2 separate regions of the Mus musculus genome follow, and region 2 is linked to region 1. The links are chromatin contacts, called in public HiChIP or PLAC-seq maps. All regions are on one chromosome and are shown on one strand. The core of a region is the stretch at or near the end of the contact, and the rest is flanking DNA. Distances in the headings are between cores, read along the strand shown.

Evidence for each region. HiChIP or PLAC-seq counts read pairs in DNA pulled down with a chosen protein or histone mark.
Region 2: a contact with region 1 is called in an H3K4me3 HiChIP or PLAC-seq map of embryonic stem cells, with 17 read pairs. The contact joins the promoter of Tbx21 here to the enhancer-like site in region 1. A contact is called at or near these places in 1 of 39 promoter capture datasets (embryonic stem cells), 2 of 484 Hi-C or Micro-C datasets (cortical neurons and female germline stem cells), 2 of 115 datasets of contacts at active chromatin or transcription factors (both in embryonic stem cells) and 1 of 9 other capture datasets (adipose tissue).

The regions. Positions count from the first base shown.
Region 1 is chr11:96,994,823-97,002,168 of GRCm38.p6, forward strand. No RefSeq gene overlaps it. Among named protein-coding and RNA genes, the nearest start is that of Gm51916, 10 kb to the left of the region's middle. Within about 2 kb of position 2,704, at least 139 of the 459 cell types and tissues checked have an H3K27ac peak or open chromatin away from gene starts, as enhancers often do. A contact at or near this core is called in adipose tissue and embryonic stem cells, where this site is marked.
Region 2 is chr11:97,111,512-97,118,857 of GRCm38.p6, forward strand. Tbx21 (T-box 21) reads right to left here and starts at 3,820. Exons shown (of 6, transcript NM_019507.2): 1 at 3,139-3,820. The coding sequence starts at 3,626.

The sequences.
Region 1 (7,346 bases), core at 1,454-3,953:
TCCAAGTTCCCTTGAATGTTGGATGGAAGAAAGGGAAAAAGGGAGCTTTTCCTTGAGAAGTTCCCGTAGCTCAGAGCCACTTAGGGTTATGCGTTTTGTTTGCATTGCATTTACATTAATTTGCTTGGGCTGGACTCACACATGTAAATGAATATAAAGTGGTGGATTTAGGTAGAGAGTCTCCCTGAGGCAAAGACAGAGAAGTTGTGGAGGCGGGAAAACCCTGGGAGATGCCTGCAACTGGAGTGGGTAGGTCCTCAGTGTCTGAAGCAGAAAGGGCACCGGGCAGACAGCATCAGGAGACCCAGTACTTTAGGCCCCAGGAAGCCCCAGGGTCAGAGCTGGGAAGCAAAGGACCTAAGTACTCTGGGGGTGGTGTAGGAGGACGAACAGGATTCTCAGGTCCCATGGGACAGCAGGGAGCCTGGGAGCCAAGCCCAGGAATGCACTTACATGGCAGAGGGCAAATGCTTGCCCTGAGGCCCTGAAGAGGGATGGAGGAGGCAGCCGGCTAGGAGAGGAGGAGGAGGAGGTGGAGGACGAGGAGGTAGGTGAAGGAGGAGGAGGAGGAGGAGGAGGCAGATGTCAGGACAGAGTTCCCTGAAGAGGACAGAATCACTCCTGGCCAGGAAAGAAAGATGGCAAAAAACTGCCCCTTTAGCAGCAGGGCTTTAACAATGGCAGAAGCCTGAGAGGGGAGGTTGGGAGGAAAGCTGAAGAAACTGTCTGGGTCAGGGATGGACCTGGGAGAGCAGAAAGGCACGTCGTTGGATGCTTTGCCTGCGGAATGGCTCCTGTGGAACTTGCTTAGAGCCGTGGGAGAAGAGAGTCCTCAACCTGGAAGAAAAGCCCTGACCTGGCGATAGAGACACAGTCCTACCCTGGTGGGAACTCTTTGCTCTCTGAGGCCTCTAGTATTTGCAGAAGGCATAACCTGCATCTTTGAGAGGGTCAGAGTCGAATGGGAAAGACAGGTCTGCCTCCAGCTGGGTCACAGGGGGGCCGTGTAATGTCGCCAGTAAGTTAGGTGTTCCAAGGCAAGCACTGAAAACTAGGGAGCCTTTTACACAGAGGGGACTTGATACACAGGAATGACCAGAATCCAGAGGGGTAGCCAGAGGAGGCTTCCAGGAGACAGTCGGTCGGAACACAGAAACAAACAAAAGATTTTTATTTCTGCATTGTGAGTGTTTTGCTTCCGTGTATGTTTTGTGCACCACGTGTGTTTCTGGTCCCCAAATATGCCAGAAAAAGTTGTTGGGTCCCCTAGAACTGGAGTCGCAGTCAGTCATGAGCTATCACATGCGCACTGAGGCTCAGCCCCTGGTCTACTGGAAGAGCAGCCGGTGTTCTTATCCACCGAGCCATCTGTAAGTCCGGCTGGCCAAAAAAATATGCAGTGATTCTCCTGCCTCAGTCTCCAGAGAGCTTCAATTACAGGTTGAGTCACCATACCCTCCTTGAACACGGTTCTGAAGATAAAGACAGGACTAGGGAGGTGAGGGGGTTCACCCTCTGTAGTGCAGAGGGTAATGTGGGGCCATAGGCTCCAGGGGCCTCCCAGCAGCAATGCTGGAGGGGGGTGATACAGGAGAGGATCCCACATAGGAACCGCCCCCCACCCCCTTCAGAGATGACCACTTGGCATTCAGAGAAATGGGCTCAGAGAAGAAAGACAATGCTCGCTCAAGATCACCTAGCAGCTAACCACAAAGCGGAAGCCAGAAACCAGACTTCAAGACTCCTGGGTGCTCTACCCTCTCCAGCTGGCATATGCTTTGATAGCCTAACCTAGGGCTGTTGTCAGAAGGTTCCAGAAGCCTGTCATCCTCAGAGTGGGCTGTTAGAGCAGGGGAAAGTACCTTAATCTCTTCAGGCCTCTTTTTCCCCATCTGTACTTTGGGCTTTCATCTAAAGAGGGGAAGTCCTTCTCTGGGGGGCATGACGCTGACAGGGTTTGCAGGGTTTTGGTAGGTAGGTAGGGATGGATGGATTGATGGACAACGGGGAGGCAAGCAGGGACCAGGGAGGAAAGGGATTTTCTCCCAAAAGAGCTTGATTTGAGAATTAAGGGTGAGAGAAAAAGAGAAGGTAGATTTGCATGTGATTTACATGTCAATTGTGTGAATTCCAGGCCACGTGTTCTCTGGAATCTCCCTGGCTCCTGCTCCCTTGGCTGTGGTTTCCCCACCTGCTCGAGAGCCTCTTGGCTGCCCCTTGTGTGGCCATAGCTGGGGAAAGTGGGTTCATCAATTGGCCACTGGCTTCCCCAATACCAACCAAATTTCCTTAGATCCTTCCTAAGGCCTGGTCCGCAGCCTTCCTCACTTCCCAGCGTGGCTCCCAGGAGGTCCCCCTTAGGCTTGGTGGAAGACTCGGGGACTGGCTCAGGCTAGCCCGGTGCTCAGCACTCCGAGGCCTCTTGCCTCTCTGCCTTTCCCTACGGAGACCCCCGGGAAGAGCAACTCAGCAGGAGCCCCGCGGGGCCTTGCCCTGGCCGCTGCCCTCCAGGGCGGGTGAGAGTGGACCCTGAACCCCAACTCGCCGCGCCCTCTGCAAGGCCGGGGTGTTCGGCTGCAGTGGGCCGGCGAAGAGCTGTCCCCTCCCACTGGAGCCAAATAATTGCCTCCTGCTTTGTTGTGTGGTGTCTGGGGCCCGGGGCCTCTCATTTGTGGGGACGTGCTGTGGCGAGAGCCTCCCTGCGTAATTACCCTCCTCCCCATCGCCGCCGCCGCCGCCACTGAGCCTCCTGCGTCCGCTGGGCCTTACTCACCCCCGCCTGGCCGGCCTGCTGCTCCCCCGCGGCCCAGACGCAGGCAACTCCCTCCCGGTCCAAGCTGTCCTTTCCCGGCAGAGAACGTTTCTGCTTCTCTCCCCCCATCCCCCTTCTCCATACAACCAACACACACACACACACACACACACACACACACACACGTCTGGGGAAAAGCAGGGCAGGACAGGGTATTTCTAATCTGAATGCAACAGTCCCTCTTGGGCCTTCACTGGGGCTGACTGAGAAACTGGGTCCAGGGCACGCGCCTCGCTTTGCGCAACATCTGGACAGCTGCACCTGTCGGGGCCTGTCCCCAGTTAAGGCTGGAGCTCCTTACGACCCTGATACCTAAAAGAACACACCCTAGCCAAACTCCTGCCACCGCCCCCCCCCCCGCGCCCCTTTCCCTTTCCCTTTATCCCAGCCACTTGTTTGGTATAAAGGAAAGAGAGGCAAAAAGGAGAAAGAGTGCCCGTGAACACACTCGTGCCTCCAGGAAAATAAAAAAGCTGAGGGGCTGCGGAAAACAAAACAAAACAAAACAAAACAAAAAAAAACTCCCCCAACAAAGAAAAGGTCAAGCAAGGAGGCAAAGGGGGGAATTACAAATTTAGGCACAGAGCAGAGAGATGCAGACGTGCTACTTCTCAAGAAATAGATCGACAGAACAACTCCTGTTCTTGGAATGTTTGATTAAATATTGAGTCTACTTGGCGACTGGACCAATGACATTGAATGGGGGGGGGGGACGACAGCAAGAAGTACCAGGCTGAGCAAAACCATTGTTTGTTTGTTTGTTTGTTAGAGGGTCTCACTATGTGGCCCTGGCTGACCTAGAACTCACAGAACTCTGCCTACCCCTGCTTCCTAAATGTTGGGAATAAAGGTGTGCACCTCCATGACCCATCTAGCCAGCACTCTTTTATTGATTGATTGATTGTATATGAGTACACTGTAGTTGTACAAATGGTTGTAAGCCACCATGTGGTTGCTGGGATTTGAACTCAGGACCTTCGGAAGAGCAGTCAGTACTCTTATCCACTAAGCCATCTCACCAGCCTTAGCCAGCACCCTTAAATGATGAAGAGACAGTTGCAAATCACAATAGGGCTGGGGCATGGAAGTGGGGAGCTGTCCGTCTCTTCTGGGACCAGAACAACCATAAACCATCAGTAAGACAGATGTAGGACCAATGTCTGCAAGCACTTTCCGAGTGCAGAAACCGTTCACTCATCCACAAAGTATTTATGAGCACCGAGCCATGGACCAGACTCACTTGGTGCTTGCTTGAGTACTGAAGAGGGCTGTGGACTCCCGTAGGAGGATGCTCACCCAAGGAGTGACCCCTCTGTTCAATGTGTTACAGATGATAGATTCAGGGAGTTAGAATTTGTCAGGAAACTGTGGAAGGTTCCATTCAGTCAGTGAAGATAAACTTAGTACAGAGGGGGCCGGGGAGTTCAGACCCTGAAAGGGATGACCCTTCCTGAGGTGACACAGGGTGTCCATGTCTGGAATAGCTGTGAGTTCTGAGGTGACAGATAGGAGAAAAAGAAAAGCAGATATTTTAAATATTTGATATCTGGAGCAGGTGCCTGCAGCCCATCCCTGCATGGGAATTAGGGTTCCTTTGCAGTGGAAGCAAGCTGAGGACCCCTGAGGGTGTCCCCACTCCCTTGGCTTCCAGGCTGGCTGGTCTATAGCACCCTGGGATTTTGACTTCAATTCCTCCTTGGACTTTTCCACACCCAGGTTATCAGGAAGTCTAGCTCAAAGCTACCTCCCTCAGTGCAGGGGAGGAAAGCCGTGCCCCTATCCTTTTCCTGGGTGGGGGAGAGACAAGCAGGGATGTCATTACATGAGGTGGGGACATGTGGATCCTTTGCAAACACCCCTGCACCTGTCCCAGCATCCTCTTTTAGACCCTGGGGCAGAAGTGGAAGATGAAAGGGACAGAGCTGACAATGGAATGGCAGAAGAGGGTGACACCCAGACTGGACTGAGTGAGGATTTGGGGAGCAGATAGAGGAGGCGGGGCCGAGGAGAGCTGGACTCCCTTTAACATCAAACCACCCATTGGCTTTCCCCAAAGTAGGAGAGAGAGTGTGACCACGCTGAGTATTGAGTGTAGACTACAATACAATGAGACAGACTTCTGTATCCCATTCAACAGTGAACAACCTCACCTTCCCCACGCATGAGGCCGGAGGTTTGATCTCCAACATAAAGTAGGCATGGTGGTCCAAGCCTATAACCCCAACACCGAGGCCATAGAGGCAAGAGGACCAAAGGTGCTTGGTCATCCTCAGCTATGTAGAGGGTGAGGCCGGTGTGGGCTACATGACATCCTGTGTGTGTGTTGGGGGGGGTGCTTGGGGAGAGATAAAAGATACCTCAGTGGCTAAAAGCCCTTGGCTGTTGTTATTACCGAGGGTCCCAACATCCCCATGGCCCTCACAACCATCTGCAACTCTGGTTACAAGAGATTCAACAGTGTGTCCTGGACCTGGTGGGCATCAAGCAGGCACATGGTTCATTCATATGCAAGCACGCAGGCAAAACCCTCTCACACATAATTCTTTTAAAAAGGTTTTTTTTGAGACAGGGTTTCTCTGTGTAGCTTTAGCTGTCCTGGTACTCACTCTGTAGACCAGGCTGGCCTCAAACTCAGAAATCTGCCTGCCTCTACCTCCCAAGTGCTGGGATTAAAGGCGTGCACCACCACTGCCCAAGCCTTTAAAGAATCATAATACAGTCTTGGCTCTACTTATAAATGTCTTTTGATGTAAATGTCTGTGGACCTATGGTATGTACAGAAAAGTTATCACATCTGTGTGACTGCTAAGTCATAAGTGTGAAGGGGCTTGGGGAATAGCTTTGTGGTAGACTGTGTGTTCAGCATGCTCTGAGCACTGGGTTCCACTCCCCTACCAAACACACACACACACACACACCAGAGGTTTTCACAAAATGGACACACCCAGATAGTAACCCCCACTCAACTCCATTACCAAAGCCTCCTAGCATCGTGCTGGCCCCTCAGGTTACTTAAGCCCCCAAGAAGAAGGAGCCTGTATTCTGACTTCAAAGGGTATAGATTAGGGGTGGCTTCTTTACTACTTTTGATCTTTCTATAACTGGAATCCAGCACATGCTCACTCCTTCTATCTGGCATCCTTCACGGTTGTGAGGTACATCCCCGTGCTTGACCTAGGAGCTCAAGATAACCTCACCGCACACACCCCCAGAGTCTCAGACTCCCCTGATGTTCCCCCTTTTCAGGGCTTGGAGTGAGGCCTCCCAGATCCCAAAGAGAGTGAACACAGGATATCTGGAATTCCTGGGGCGCCTATCCAAACTGAGATCTGGGAACTGAAGGTCCCAGACCACACCCCTCCAAAGGGACTCCAGAGGAAGTCCCCGACCTGGGCGGGGTTAATTAGATGGCGCTTTGAGATCTCAGGATGAAAGGACTGCCTAGGGCCATTGTCCTTGGCCTCTTGTCCAGCTTTAAGGGGGGGGGGGTGGGGAAGGTGCAGCTTGTCCCTTCAGGCCCCAGGCTTGGGACATCAGACATTGGGAGTGGCATTGCCAAGGTCTGGAGGACTCCTGGTTCTGAGATGCATCTGCTCACAGAGGCAGGGAGTCCAAGGCCTAGATATTGAGGAATGGGGAGTCAGGGGGCACCTTCCCTTTGGGGTCCACCCCTCTACCTCCTGGGCAGCGCCCAGACAGCCCGGCTCTGGTGCCGTGTGTGGTTTTAGGATAAGCTGCCGATGCCACCCAGAGCGCCCTGCTGACAGACAAGGATCTCAACCGCTTTCAAAGACGCCCTTTCATCTGCCAGGGCTAATTACACCTGCAGAGCGGGAGGAGAGGGCACTGGAGCCAGCCCCCCCTTCCCCCACCTCAGCTCCCAAGCCCCCTGCCTCAGGAACCCTTCCCCTCCCTCCTCTCTGCCTGATCCAAAACCCTGGCGGCACCTGACAATTAGAGGCTCCTTTAGTGACAAGTGGCCCTGAATTCTAGGAAGGGCCTGTGTGTGTGTACGCATGTATGAAGATTACCCATAAAGGTTGCTGAGATGATGTGGCAAGCAGTGGGGGGTGGGGGGGGGAGCTCCTGAGTGTGGACAGTCAAATCCATCTGTGATAGAGACAGCTTGAGACTAGCAATCTGTGGATGGATGCGGAAAAAATTTCAGAACACAGAGATTGAGCCAATCCCCATAGCACTTCATGGTATCCTCACTGCCACCCCCATCCCACTGCCTCAGTGCACTAATAATACATTCATGGCCAAAAATACCTCATGGTGCCATGTCGAGCTATCTTTGTGCTTCAGTGTGAGCCCAGTGCCTAGAGCTGTAGAGCCTACTACACCAACTGACCCCATAAGACCAGAGAGTGTGCAATGGAGGCCCAGGAATGCAGGGGATCTCGGAACTGTGTGTGTCTCTGGGACGACAAGGCCGAGTGTTGTGGTAAGATTATGAATTTATGAGACCCAGTGAGGGGAGTGTGCTGTGCTCCCATATTTACCCAGGGCGTGTAAGGAACCAGCCATGTCC
Region 2 (7,346 bases), core at 2,570-5,069, 120 kb after region 1:
CCCGCTGAGCCTGTAGAGTGAGACCCCGAGTCAAAAAGAAAACAAAAACCAAACAAGCAAAATAACTCACAACAAAAAAGACCAGACCAATACTGAATAGTTTTAAAGCCAAGCCTGATGATATATTTTCTACTTTTATGTTTATTTTTGTTTTTTGGGTTTTTGGTCTTGTGTGTTTGTTTGATGTTTTCAAGACAGGGTTTCTCTGTGTAGCCCTGGCTGTCCTGGAACTCACTTTGTAGACTAAGCTGGCCTCGAACTCACAGAGTTCTGCCTGCCTCTACCTCTTGAGTGCTGGGATTGAATGTGCCACCACGCCTGGCCTTTTATTTTTATACAGTGTGATTTGTCATAATAAGAAATTGGGCTGGTGAGACGGCTCAGTGGGTAAGAGCACCCGACTGCTCTTCCGAAGGTCCGGAGTTCAAATCCCATCAACCACATGGTGGCTCACAACCATCTATAACAAGATCTGACACCCTCTTCTGGAGTGTCTGAAGACAGCTACAGTGTACTTACATATAATAAATAAATAAATCTTAAAAAAAAAAAAAAGAAGTTAAAGATGTGGCTCAGTAGCAGTGTGACTGTGTGTGCAGAGCACACATAAGGCCCTGGGTTCAATTCTTAGCATTGAAAAGTAAACTAGTTTTGATTCCTTGAGACAGAGTGTCAAACATGCGTGGTGGCACATCCTTGTAATCCCAGCACTGGGGAGGCAGAGGTAGGAAGAGCTGAAGTTCAAAGGAGGCCTTTGCTACATAGCAAAGAGAAAGAAAGAGGGAGGGGAAAGTTACTATGTAGCACAGGCTAGTTTCCAATTATGCGTGTGCATTACTTAAGGGGTGCACTACCACAGCTGGCTTTAAAACAAACAAACAAACAAAAAAACATGACTAGTATACACTAGGCCCCAGGTTCCAATTACAGCACTTAAAATAATAAGAGCACCGATCCAAACGGGAGAGAGCAAAAGTGGTCATGGGAAAAAAATCCTATAGGCGCACACAGGAGAGGAGTCCATAGAGCCAGGCCAATGATAAAGAGTGTGTCCCTCCAAATACCTCCCCTAGCAACCCAGCCCACAGACAGACAGGCCCCAGTGATATAGAGTGTGTCCCTCCAAATGCCTCCCCTAGCAACCCAGCCCACAGACAGACAGGCCCCAGTGATATAGAGTGTGTCCCTCCAAATGCCTCCCCTAGCAACCCAGCCCACAGACAGACAGGCCCCAGCCCAGCTCAGCCATCACTGAGGTTGTGGCTGATGCTCTCTCTGACTGGAGGAGCTGAGGCCTGACAAGGCATTGAGAGGACTGGCCAGGCCCCGGGATGAGAGGGCCTCCTGTTGCTGACATACTAGAAAGTCCCATGGTTAGAGGCCCCACCTAGTCTACTGCGGGACTAGCGTAAGCCACTGGTTATCCCAGCAACTCAGAATTCGTGGGTATGAAACGGGCCAGCCCTGCCTGGCTCGCCTAGAAATAATGGAAGCGAAAGCACTTGGGTGTACCACGCAGGGCTTTCAGACAGTGTAGGTGGCTGTGGAGAATGGAGAAAAAAGGAGCAGACAGGTGCCATCTGAGGCCTGGTCCCAGCTGGGGAACCTCCGAAGAGTCCCCTGCTGTCTCTAGGTCTGTTTCTCTATGCAGTGAGAGACAGGGACTTCTGGATCCTTCCAGTTCAGACATTCTCTAGGACCAGCAACCTGGCCAGTGCCAGAGACACTCAGAGAAGGATTGGGGGAGCAGAGGAAACTCCTCAGAAGTCTTTGCGGATGAAGGATGAGCCAAAAACCAATCAAATGTTTTATTCTCAGTTCATCCCCGCGAGGAAGAACTCAGCAGCCTGAAACCAGCTGTAGTTAGCAGCTATCTGCCCTCTCCCCACATCATCCGAAGGGAATATACTCTAGCAGTGCCTCCTGGGATCCGGCAAGGGTTTCTGTCCCCCTCCCAGAAACCCCACCCTTGCAATCTCTCAATTACATTTTGAGTCTCCATCCTAATACCGCACATCCTAACTCACTAATGGCAAAGTTCTGGCTGGTCCTCACTGGGAAAGGTAGCTGCCTCTTCCCATAAGACACAAGAGGGTCCACTCGAGGTGTTGCATACTATAAATGACCCCTCAGAAACTGCAAGTTTCTCTTTCTTCAGCAAAGAGACTCGATCCGGAAGCAGCAGGCTGAGCCACAAACCATACCACTAATGCAACAGGCTTAGGGGACCCCCTCCATCTTCCCCCAGGCTGGACTGATGAATAGCTGGGTGAGAAAGTGGACATATTTTTAGGGACTAGCCTCAAAGAGCACAGTGCAAGACTGGACACCAGCTGCAACTGGTCTTGAACTTGGCACGTTCAGGCCCTCGGCATTTATTTGTGCCTTTATAAGTTTTGCTGCTTCCCACCTCTCTACACAACACACACACACACACACACACACACACACACACACACACTCCTCTCTCTCTCTCTCTCTCTCTCCCTCTCTAGACATATGATCTCAAAGTAAGACCGGAAAAGAAACTTGGCGACCGCTTCTCCATGTCACCAAATCCCAGTCTGCTCCCCCCCTCCCCCATACACCAAAGCTACCCTAAGCACAGCAGTAGCAAAGGAACAGGCACACTGAGATCTCAAAAAATATTCTGCCCCCAACACTTCAATTTCCCGAATACCTAAGGACCGAAAGGCGGTCAGTCAGGTCTATAACACACACTCCTCGCTGCCCACTGAGATCCCAGACTGAGGCAAGGAGCAAATTAACCCCCTCCAGTCCCCCACCCCCCACCCCCCACCGGCCAACTCTCGGTGAAGCGAGAGTCATCCTTTCCTCTGCACCAAAGTAACTTCTAATTGCGCCCACAGCATCATCCTTTTTGAGCCCTCTGATACCCTCAGCACCCGCGGCTCTCCGGAGCTTGCGGTGCCCTCCCCGCAACCCTGCTCCCCCGTCTCCTAAAACTGAAGCTCAGTCTACGAACACAAAGACTCAGCAACCTGCAGCTTCAAATTTTGATTTCAAAAAAAAAAAAAAAAAAAAAGAGGAAAGTCGTTGTTCCGGCGGGCCACCGAGGCCAGACTCCCGCCGGCTCCGCCCTGCGAGCTCGCTGCGCTCGGCGCGCACCTCACTCACCGTCCTTGCTTAGTGATGATCATCTCTGTCTGGTGCTGGTTGAACTTGGACCACAACAGGTGGTTGCTGAGCGCGACTCTCAGCTTCCCAGACACCTCCAACCCCGCGGGCAATGCGTAGTCCTCGCGCGGCCCTGGGTAGAGCCCCGCGCGCGGGTCAGGGGCAGGGTAGCCATCCACGGGCGGGTAGCCCTCCGCACCCGCGGGCGGCGGGAAGAACTCGCCAGGCCCGGGAAAGCCAGCCACCTGAGCCCGGGGCGGGTAGGCGAAGGATCCAAGGAAGCGACCCGGCGCGGCAGGCACCAGGGCGCCCCCAGAGTAGGGCGTCCCCAGGCTGCTACCTGCGCGGCGATCGGTCGGGTCCTGTGCGCCCGGCTCGGGATAGAAGAAACGATGCTGTTGGTCCGCTCCGGGCCCCCGGCCCTCGTCACTCGGCATCGGCTCGGTGCCGGTCAGCATGTCTCCGCAGCCCGGCTCCACGATGCCCATCCGAGGCGGGCTGGGCGCCTTCCAGCAGCCGTCGAAGAGACCCGAGGGTCCTTAGGGCTGGGGCGACGGGGGCGGCGTCCGAAGACCAATGAAACTTCACTGGAGCGGGAGCTGGGACGCTTGGCTCCTGAGCGCGCGTTGGATAGGCGCGCAGCTGCTCCTGGGCTTTCTCTGCAGCCCGCGCTGTCACTAGCGGCGCGGCGGCCTTTGCTGTGGCTTTATGAAGCTCCTTGGGTCCCCTCACCCCGCCACCTTGGCCCCGCCCCGCCCCGCCCCCTCGTGGCTAATACAGCGCGAATTCGCTTTTGGTGAGGACTGAAGCCCCGACCCCCACTCCTAAGTGTAAGTCTCTTGTCGCCCCAATCTGGGAAAGAGTCAACCTGCCACCTGAAACTCTGAAACTTCGAGGAGAGAAACGGTTTCTCTCCCCCAGGAAGTTCCGCCAGTCCTGGAAGGCACAGCAAAGGCCCTTTCCCCAGATGGGACCATCTGAGCATTCTCACGCCTCTGGCAGGCTCAGAGCTACTTAGACTATCCATAGTCAACAGATATTTGTTGCTGCCTCCTGTATGCCCAGGCTTTGTGACTTTACACAAAGTGTTTGCTCGCTGTCTCTTGTCCGCCGCCCCCACCCCCCATCGCTAGCCTCCCACCCCACCCCCCAGGCCCGAGGATGATGCTTGTCCCTCTAGCCCAGGAGGAAACTTGGAAGCTGTCTCCCAAGAAGATTGCACCCAAAGCAGCCCACGGTGGGCTGGGCTGGCTGAAATGCTCCCACAAAAGCTCGTTCACGTGGCAGCGTAACAGCTAGCGAAAGACACGGGAAGTAGCGCTTGGCTGTCAGTGTTCAGAGTCCCAGGGCTGACTCTGACTGTGACTCGGGTGTGTAGGACCTGGGTAAGTCACTTCCTTTGCCTGAAAGTCCCTCAGGCCTGATGGGGTAGGCTGGGGAAATAAATATTCGTATTGGGGGTAGGGGCTGTGTACCTTATACCAACCGGTGTCTGTGTGCCTCTGTTTCCATTCTATTATAGAAAAAAACAAAGGTATGTAGTCCAAGCTGGCTGACAGGGAGCCCAGCACCTGCTCTGATGGAGACAGACAGTCCTTCCTCCGCTGTTCTATTCCAATAACTACGGTAAGTCCTGCATTTTGAGAAGAATCTCACCTCCTAACTGAAAATGAATCCATTGGGAGTTTTCTTTTGAAATAAAAAGCATCCCCGGGGTCTGGGATATAGTTCAACTGATGGAGTGCCTGCTTAGCATACACCCACGCTTCTGGTTCCACCCCCAGCTTTGTATAGATGGGGCATGGTGGCACATGCCTGTCATCCCAGCACTTGAGAGGGTTGGTAGAGGATCAGAAGTTTAAGGTCATCTTCAGCTACAATTTGGGCCAGCCTGGGTTACAGGGGATCTTATCTCAAAAGTAAGTAAATAAGAAGTAAAGTATCGTTTAAGAGTTACTTGGGCTGGAGAGATGGCTCAGCGGTTAAGAGCATTGACTGCTCTTCCGAAGGTCCTGAGTTCAAATCCCAGCAACCACATGGTAGCTCACAACCATCGGTAATGAGATCTGGCACCCTCTTCTGGAGTGTCTGAAGACAGCTACAGTGTACTTACATATAATAAATAAATTAATTTTAAAAAAAGACTGGTGATTTTATATCATCCTGGGCATATCACATCCATAAAGTAGGAATTGGGGCTCTGCACCAGGCGCTTTTTCTTGTGTTTCCTCTTCTCCTCTTCTGGAGAGTGATGAAGGAGACCCTTGCGAGTGAGGCATAATCTCAGAGGGAGGGCGTCACCGCCAGGAAGCAAGTTACTTGTTATTGTGTGTGGACATCTGTGCCATGGTGCATGTTTAGAGTTCAGAGTCCAGCTGTGTGGGGTCAGTCCTTTCTTTCCATCCTTATGTGGGTTCTGAGTCTGGAACTCAGGTCATCAGGCTTGGACAACAAGTGCCTTTAACTGCTGAGCCATCTTGCTGGCCTCAGGACTAAAATCATCCTCTGTACAGAAAATCTAGGCAGTGAAGAAAAACAGAAGTCAGACAAACCACCACCCTCCCATACTAGCTCCCGTATTAACATTTTAAGAAAACCCTTCTGGATACCTCCCTTGTATAGACCCTCCTGTGTCTCTGTCTTTTGTACACACACACAGATGTCTAATTTTACATCAACTTCGCAGTCCGCTTTACCACGTGGGTTCTTGGTTTTTTTCTTCACTCAGCACGGTGTAATGGATTTTTTTTTTGCATGTCAAATATATAAAGATTTACATCTTAAAGAATGCTTCAAAAAATACTTCCATGCAGTTTTATTTCGTTAAAAAGAGATTTCTTTCCCTCATCTCTGCCCCACCCCACTTCTCCCCTGGGGTGTGACTTCATCTCTACATCTCTGTCCCAGCCCAATAGGACTTCACCCGTAGGGACCCAGGGGGACACTCTCCTTCCAACTAGAGCTGAACCAAGAGACAGGCTGCCAGGGGAAGGTGAAGTTAGGGACCCCAGGAGGCAGACATGACCCAGGGAAAGGTGGGGGCAGACAATCAGCACAGCTCTTGAGAATGAGGCCTGGATCCATGACAGCAGCAGATATCGAGGTCTGGCCTCCTCCTCACTCCCTCACCCCCTACTCGCCCATAAAGGCTTCTGTGTGTTGTTGGTCAAAATGAGACACCAGGACTTGAAAGAAGGTGACCTTTGCACCCTTGGCTCCCTATTGTGGAAAATAGATTTCTGGGATTCATTCAAATGACTGATTTCCCCAGGAGGTAAAATTTTTGAACACCGACAACTCTTTGGGGGAGCATTTTTGCTGAGTGTCCCATTGTGAAAGGCCAAATGGAGTCTTGTTCCTCAGCCTTTCCATCCCTGATCTTCCACGCTGATCCTCAGGTCAAGTGAGCCATCCCCCTGCTTCGGAACAAAATGTTCTATGCTCCCAACAAGCTCTTCAGAGCAGAAGGGAATGACTATCACAGCTGGGTGGTCCTGGAAGTGCATCTTTGGAGTGAGGGGGGCCCGAGAATGGTTTCCCCATAACCTGATGGGTCGATAGAGCCTGCCTTATTAACCTCAGATTCTCACCACTCTCACCCCCCCACTCCCTCTAATTTCTTTCACCCAAAAAAGAAAGTGCTTGTGAAAAGCGGGGGCTGAGTGGCCCTGGTGTCACCACTGCCAGTCCCGCCCCTCTGCCAGCTTGGGTGAGAAGAAGAACCCCGACAGTGACACCTCCTGCTGCCACCTCAACCCCCCTTCCCAGTCTCCAGGGCTAGAGAGGTGGGAAGCCAGGATTGAGGAAAGGAGGCCCCCTTGGGATCCCCTCTCTGCCCTGTGGCTGCTGCTCCCAGCCCCTCTCTCATCCTGCCAGTACGTGCTACCCATAGGCTGGCCCTGGGGAACGTGGGAGACAGAACACTTCAGAAGTCACACACCCTGTTAGCCACAGAGCTAGGGCGGAGGGTCTGAGGTAGATGACCAGCCCAGCGTTCTTTCCAGAAGTCAAGTAAATGAAAACTAGCCAAGGGATGAGGGCATGGTGGTATAGCAGGTATATATGCACGCACATATGTGACACACTTGGCATGTAGGAGACTGTAGCTCCATCCCCAGCACCACACAAAAGAAAAGGTCTGATAGTCTCTTAGAAAAGATTAGGGAAACAGGGAGCAGCGGGGAGAGACTGCCACCTCCCACCCCAGG